2 separate regions of the Mus musculus genome follow, and region 2 is linked to region 1. A link is a contact called in public Hi-C data. All regions are on one chromosome and are shown on one strand. Each heading gives the region's core, a stretch centred on a gene start, on an enhancer-like site or on the middle of the called end of the contact. The rest is flanking DNA. Distances are from core to core; before and after follow the strand shown.

Region 1 (3,916 bases), core at 770-3,269:
TCTAGGGGCACTAAGACCAGTGAAAAAGAAATACAACAAGGCAAAGCAGAAGTTAACATACTAAGAAAGAAGCCCCTTAGATAAGGTTCAGAGAAAGCTTTTTCCTCCAGGAGTCTCAGGAATGGGAGAGGCTTAGTGACAGATGCAAATTAACTCTTGCATCTGTCCTGAAACTGTACTGTCTCCTACTGCTAATCCAATGATCATTGAAATGAGGGGGCCGGTGTTCAAATGCTGGTTGTCTATGGAAACCCACACCTATGAAAGCACACATGTCTGGGAAACAAATGACTTGCATACACAAGGCTTTTACTGTTCACAGGCAATGAGGCACTGGGGAAGAAGCATGGCTTGTGGCGGCCATAGAATCACCTCCACTTGGCCATTCACCCTCCTGGTTATGTTAGGGGCAGCTCTAGCTGTATACTTCCCTTTGTAACACCTTCCCCTGGGCAATATCATTATAACTTTACCAGAAACACTTCCTGTTAATTGTTGCTCATTTCCAATTAATGTGTACTGTGTCTCATCCAGACCGTCTTTTCTTCTAGAACTACCACTACCCCAACCCTGGCACTGATTGCTGAACCCAGGGCCTCAAGTATGCTAGCCAAGTGCTTGAATGACTATTAAACTATATCCTGAGACCTTCTAAGATATTTTGCTTAATTCTTTGTGCCTGTGTATGCCAAATCTAGCTTTACTCTGCTAGGTCAAACTCTGATTGCTGTAGGAAAAAAATCCATCACTCCACATGAATCCCAAAGGTTACCAGGTCTTTAGCTGTGGGTCATAGGCATCTCTGCATCAGATTCCTCCTGTACTGTAAATCCCAGCCCTACAATCTTGGCATCCCACCCCACTGTCCTTTCTTCTCACCTTCACAACCCTTCCCTCCTGGATCACCTTACCCCCATTCACTTTCCCAAAACCATCATCCATTTTTTTCCTGATTGCTCCAGGATGGGAGATGAGTGTGCATGCTTATGGTTGGTTTTATAAGGCATTTTGTTTGTGCATTTGAAGTCACCAGGTAACTAGTAGGAAACACACACTCACTACACCACACACACACACACACACACATCTCAAAGAAGCCTATGTCTGTCCATAAGAAGACTTGGATATATTGAGGTCCCCAGAGCCTTGACATTCCAAGAAGATGTGATGTCCCTGTAGCTCTGGGAGTGTAGGCCTGTAGCTCTATGTAACATGCATTCCAGCCTCAGATTTGTAAGGGTGTTTCTCACCAAGACCAGGCCTTAGTTCTTTTTCTGGGTAGCCCCCAGCAAACTGTAACCACAATGCTGGTTTTTTGCTGGAAAACAACAGAGGTCACTATATAAAGGGGTGAGCCAGCCAGTGACTCTATTCTGTAGTAGCTGTCAAAGGTCTTGTTCCTCTCTTTTGCCTTTCTACACTCCCTAGAAGGGATAATACAGCCATTCTTTTCCTGATGAAGCCAAGGCTCTGCTTCCTGTAGATTCCTTTGATCAAGGCACATTTGACAAGGACTGAACTTTCTCCTCTGACCTCAAAGCTCCCAATAACCAAACTAATATATGCAGATTGGTAAACGAATGCAATTTTCTATGCAGCAAAACACTAGAAATAAGATTATTGTATGTCTATTACTTTGACTGCTTTCACCACTCCCACACAGAATCCTAAGAATGAGCCATGTTGTAAGTAAACCTTTCCATATCTCTAACAAAGGTGATATCCTTCAGGCAGCTGTCACCCTCCTGTTAGTAGCACGACATCGGAGGCAAATTCTTGATATGGAGGAAATTATTTTGCTTTAAGACTTTCATTAAGGCACAACAATAGAAAGATTTGAGGACAGAGCAAAGAACATCACTGTCACTCTTTAAGTCTCCTTTCTATCTCTCTACTTAGCTCACAAATACTAGATCAAAAGCTTGACTGCCTGAAAAACCCTCTAATCCACTTCGTGATCTTCCTCTGGCTGTGTCAGAACACCGTCCCTGGGGAACCTCAGCATTGTCCTTCATCCAGCTAAAGGCAAACCAATTGTTGAGGGCACAGCAGCAAATGAGATAGGGGTATAATTGCCCTGCCTAAAGGTAGGCAAACAAGGGATTCAGTTGCAGAAAAATTTTTTTCTTAACCATTTGCATAATTGCAGCACTCCTTTGATTTGCTTTTCCAGTAGAAAACTGGCTCCTAGCCCTGCAAAGTGCTTTTGTGAAAATCTGAAAGTCAAGAAGTAAAAGCATGTTGCTCTATCCAATTAGCTTAAAACCCAACGGGATCTGCTGCTGGCCTTTCAGAGAGCTGCCTACAGAAAAGTAGCAGCAACGTCTATCATCCTAGCATCCGACTCTAAAAGGAACAAGAATGGTTTGCCTGTCCTCTTTCTAGCTGAGGCAGCTGCAGAGGCCTGAACATTCTCGTTCAAGGTCATTGCTCGTGTTGTCCTCTTGTGATGATTGTGAGAACAGACTGGAGTAAGGGGAGGTGATGAAAAACTGGAGGAGCATAGCTTCATTGCTCTTATGGAATCGCAATCGGCCCCTGCCCACCCACTGAAGGTTGCGAGGGAACAGAAAGGCAGCACTCACCTCTACCAGGGAACAGGCAAGAGCTTCCTGTAACAGAGGCGTGTATACATTGGCTGAGGAACACGCACTCTGTTGTGTGTTGGTGGTTGCTCAATTTGTTTACATGGTAACTCCCTTATTTATGCGTCTGCTCTTTGTTCTCCAGTGAAGATAGATGATCCAGCAGAGCGAATCTTTGTTTCTTATGAGCTCACCCTCTCCTGCTGTCTTTGCCTGCCACACCTGTAATTATAATTATGGCCCGCTGCTCAGGGATGCTGCAATCCCTTCCTGCTGAAACCCATCTCCAGTTCAGAGACCGAGTCACTGTGTGGGGAGAGAACGCCGGGATCAATGGAATGGGCTTCATTAGTGTCTTTGCCGCCGCTTCTGGCTGCAGTTAACCTGACTGAGAAGGTGCGTGTGGCCAGCAGTTTTCAGAAGCGTGGACACATCCTTGCATTTTCAAAGGAGCTATGACGTTAGTAACCACAACTGGGACACTGCGGACAAGCATAATGAGGCTAGGCATTTTGAAAGTCAGTTGATACTGAGGTAAAGGAACTGCTGATGTATTACAGGTATGCCAAAGAAGGAGAGAATCTGGCAGTTACCAGAAGTACATTAGCACGAGATGGTCTCAAAAGCCATTACAGATTGACTTTGTTTTGACAAAATCATTCTTACATGTCTCATCACTAACAGATTCTGTGATGCTAGAAGAATTCAGTCTTGTAAGTAAGTAGTCTACCCTTGAGATACAAACTGCCTGGCGGTTTGTACAAATCCACTGTCATCTTGATGAAAAAAAAATTAACACAAAACTTTTCCGTTTCATTTATAATGACACCTATAGATATACAACTTTGTTCCTAAGCCAATGGAACTCCTATATCTTCTAAGGAGGCAAAGTTTCATTTTGCTTGGGTGGCCGTTTTTATACATGGGATAAGAAAGGCATTTCAATTAAGGGACTTGTAGGTAACTGACAGAGCAATGATTTTGTTGTTCTGGTCTCACAATAGGAGTAATGAATGTTTAATCTACAGAAAACAGATGAGATTTCCCCTCCCCCAACAAGGTTTTAGCTCTCCAGTCTGAGCCCAAATATGAGAGCCTTCAATTGCTCTATTGTATTCCAGTTTAGACAAAGGATTTAGTCAAGTGCACTAGCATGCCGGCTTTTTATCCTGTTGCAAATGTTGAGAATTTTCTCTGGTGTATCAGATAAAATACATCGTAAGGAAATTGCAGAGATAGAAATTTAAACGGATAAGCGTGAGTGTCTTCAAAGTCAAGCTTTTCTTTAGGTTCCTGCAAACTAAAGGGATCAGCACAAATTTGTTTTCTTT
Region 2 (3,916 bases), core at 952-3,451, 76 kb before region 1:
TCCAGGACAAAAAGAACAGAAAAGGGATGACTTCATTTGTCTTCTCCAAATGCAGGTCCTTGAACACAGAGTGCTACCAGAAAGAAGTTCTACCTGTCACTGAAGCAGAGGACCAGGGACACCCACCAAGAGCCCAGGACTTTGCCAGTTTAGAGCACAACTTGGGAACCTCTTAACAAACCAGCAATTAGCTTCAAAAAGAATTCACTGAGGACTAAGCTAATGAGATTCAAATGTGTGAGATATGAAAGTCTTACCAGGCTCTGGGAGAAGGTCATACAATAGTGGGGGAGTGGAGTAGGTCATACAATAGTGGGGGGAGTGGGGGTGGGGTAGACCTGGGAGGGCTGGGGAAGAGAGTGTGATTGGGGTGCATTACCTGAAACTCCCAAATAATTAATAAAAATATCATGTTGGATAAAAATGTCTTCTGAGGCAATGGGAATACTGACATGATAAATGGTGATTCTACTCCATAAGCTGTGTCACCTGGAGACAGATTCACTTTCTTCTTCAGAGAAATAAAATAGTTGAAAACTGCTTGGATAATAAACCCAAAAATAGTCCTAGTGGTCAGAATCAAGGATATTAAACACTGGAAAGAGTAAAATACATCTCATAAATTCTAGAAAATCATATCACAACATATTACATTCATTATCTAAAAGTTTCTTAAGGTACTAAACACAGTATTAAATGTGGCTGTAAACGTAATGTCTGCTCAAACATTTGATGATTCATTTTACTAGGAATTACTTTACTGTCCTTAATATGCTTAATAGGTTTTCCTATGACTTATAATCTAGGTTTTCAGTTCTCTGCTCCCAAAATACAGACACTAGCTGAAATATTATCTCAAAACTTTTATGCTCATAAGTAAAAATAACACTTACAATGCCATGTGGAAAATATGGTATAATAAAACCAAACCAAAAAAAAAAAAAAAAAAAAAGCAAGAGGTCTCAAAGTGGCCATTCCTGGTCACATGTCCAGGGTCGACTAAGACTTCCTGCAACTGTTGCCAGCTGGGCATCCGGCAGGGTTTGTAGTGCTTCACACACACTGAACAATCCACACCTCAGACTGACCTAGGAAAGAAGCTCAGGAATGTTTGACAGGAAACTGTGAGACTTCAGGTAACCACAGAAAGTAAAGAAGAGTATGTGAGGAGTGCTACTCACTATTCTGTTGAGCATATCACAGGGTCTTTGGGTTTGATCAAATAGAAGGCAGAAAGATTTGCTCAAGCATGAAGACTAAAAACACATTTGCCTGAAGTGTAGGGGTAGGTGTTTGCATATTCAAGTATACACAGATATATACACATGCCTGAACTATGCCAAATTCTATTGCATACACACACATATATGTACATATAAATATATACACACATATATAATATATACATATACACAGATATTACACACACACATACACACACACACACACACACACACATATATATATATATCACATTGTATTACCTAATGGGGATGGAAGAGTGGAAGAGTGAATGATTCCAGAATGCAAAATGTACATATTTGGGGTTACTCATCACAACATTTAGATGATCATGGATATCTAAACAATTGAAACAAAATACACAAAAAACAGGGTTTCTCTGTGTAGCCCTGGCTGTCCAGGAACTCACTCTGTAGACCAGGCTGGCCTCGAACTCAGAAATCCGACTGCCTCTGCCTCCCAAGTGCTGGGATTAAAGGTGTGCACCATCACGCCTGGCTTGAGACCTCTTGCTTTTGAGGAAGGCCACAGGGCAGCATAGAAGCAGGGGAAAGGTTGTAGGTCTTGGAGCAAGCTCTCTGAACAGCCCTATTTTTTAAGCACAGAGCTCCAAATGTACCAAAAACCCTTAAGTTGGAAGATTTTCTGAGCTACATTTTTTGAGGTAGAAGTGTTAAGAACAGAAAGTATTTCATTTAAAGGTATTTATCATGATAAATAAGTCCATATATTGTATGTGGGCCTTGATTTGTACTCTCTTTCTTGGCTCATAAATATTAGATGAAAACCTATATATATACCACACATAGATCTCATGTTCTCTAACATTATTTCTGTATAAACATCCAAGAGGATATAGCAAGTGATCTCAGATTGTTAAAGTGTACACTAGCCTGTGATTTCATATGGCGTACACGTTATTTTGAATTGCTTTCCCAACATGTCTCAGCGTAATATTGTACAACCTGATTAATCAAAACCTCATTCCCATGCAGCCCCACCTTCGCTACTTGGCACCACGTAAGCTGGTAACTCCCTTTTGACACTGGCAGTTCAGCAACATTTAAAGGAAAGGGCCATTAGGACTCAAAACAATGTTGTCTAGGTTTGATTTTAAGTAAATTCCATACCTTATCACAGGGTAGGCAAAACTGAAGGAAAAAAAAAAAAAAAACCTCAGGTAGGAATAACACATCTTCTTTTCTTCCCACTCATCTTTTCATTTTCTTAATCCACACAAAACTTACGTTAAAACTTTTTCTAAACACACAAAATGGAAAACTCCAAAACAGAAACAAAGTTGAACCCCCCCCCCAATCATTACAGTATTCATGAGAAACTGTTTCAAGCCATACTCATAATACTTCTGTGTCAATTTATGGAGAATTAGCTACAGGCAACCAAGGGACACACTTACAATGCCATGTGGAAAATATGGCATAATAAATATTAAGCAACAGAAAATAGTGGGTGCTTTGTTTGTTTTCTGTGGTGCTGCAGATTAACCTCAGGGCCTCACACATGCCCTGCGAGCATGTTAGCACCAAACAATACCTTTAGCCTATTTTTACTTTAATTCAGAGGGAATTTTGCTATGATGTACAAACAGACTGGCCTCAAACTTGTAGCCCTCCTGCATCGGTTTCCAAATGTGCACAGCTACAACTGGCTAAGAAAACAGTCTTAGTGCTAGTCTAAGATGGGAAGAGGGACTCACCTCCATTAGTGAGTCAAACGGAGGAAGGGTGTGATAAAGGGCAAGAGAGTGTTCTATAACCCCAGAGTACCATAATGGTCTTTGCTTTGTAGACAGGCTCTTACCACGAGGGCCAGGTTTCCCTCAAACCCCTCATCCTCCAGCTTCAGCTTCAAGCCATTTAAACTGTTGGACTATGTACACGGCTCCGTAGCACATTTCTTTGCCATCAGCCCCACTTGGAGCTGGTTAAGCTAATGGATGCCTGCCTTGTTTACCCCAGTACAGAGAGCGAGTGTCTGTGAACCTACGGAATACCTGATAACTATGAACACTTGAGCCATTCTGGAGTGTCCTCATTCTAAATAGGGAAGGTGTTCTATCATCTTGCTTTCACATATCACTAGACAACTACCAGAGCAGTCTGAACGAGAGACTACAATCATGAGAGAAACTGGGCATAGGTTTTCCAGATACTGCTTCAGAAAAGTAAGGCTATTTACAAAAAAACCAAAACAGAACAACAACAACAACAAAAAAAAAAAACAAAAACAAAAACAAAGTGTAAAATGGCCTGTATCTTCAAAGTAAGCAGATATTCTTAAATGTTAGCATTTAGTAGCATCATAGTACACGGGCAACAACATCTGATTTTCTGATGTTAACCATAGTGAGTCATTAAATTGCCAGAGCCGTATATGGCATAAATGATGAGCTGACCACACTGTACACACCCAATGTGTCATAACTGATGATGTTCAAAGTACATGTTCATAAGCCATCTGGATTCCTCAGCGTATAGTTCTCTGAAATGAAACCATCCCAGTGGCAGTGTTCACTCCATTCCACATGTCAAAATATAGTTAGCATAAATCATGGGAGCCTGGCCGTCCTCAATTATTCAAGCCAGGAACCCCCTGGTGTAAACTCTGAACCACAGCATGGTCTACAGATTATGGTCTGGGGGAAAAAGGTATA

Evidence for each region. Hi-C and Micro-C count contacts between places; a contact is called where the count stands out from the background.
Region 2: a Hi-C map of epidermal suprabasal cells shows a contact between it and region 1, with 2.4 times the contacts expected there. The contact joins two enhancer-like sites. A contact is called at or near these places in 1 of 15 datasets of contacts at CTCF or cohesin (CD8 T cells), 6 of 484 Hi-C or Micro-C datasets (the G1E-ER4 cell line, the HPC-7 cell line, bone marrow-derived macrophages and 3 more) and 1 of 115 datasets of contacts at active chromatin or transcription factors (fibro-adipogenic progenitors).

The regions. Positions count from the first base shown.
Region 1 is chr2:79,527,489-79,531,404 of GRCm38.p6, reverse strand. No RefSeq gene overlaps it. Among named protein-coding and RNA genes, the nearest start is that of Gm39867, 20 kb to the left of the region's middle. Within about 2 kb of position 2,019, at least 16 of the 459 cell types and tissues checked have an H3K27ac peak or open chromatin away from gene starts, as enhancers often do. A contact at or near this core is called in epidermal suprabasal cells, where this site is marked.
Region 2 is chr2:79,603,311-79,607,226 of GRCm38.p6, reverse strand. It overlaps a transcript of Itprid2 not described here. Among named protein-coding and RNA genes, the nearest start is that of Gm46751, 30 kb to the left of the region's middle. Within about 2 kb of position 2,201, at least 9 of the 459 cell types and tissues checked have an H3K27ac peak or open chromatin away from gene starts, as enhancers often do. A contact at or near this core is called in epidermal suprabasal cells, where this site is marked.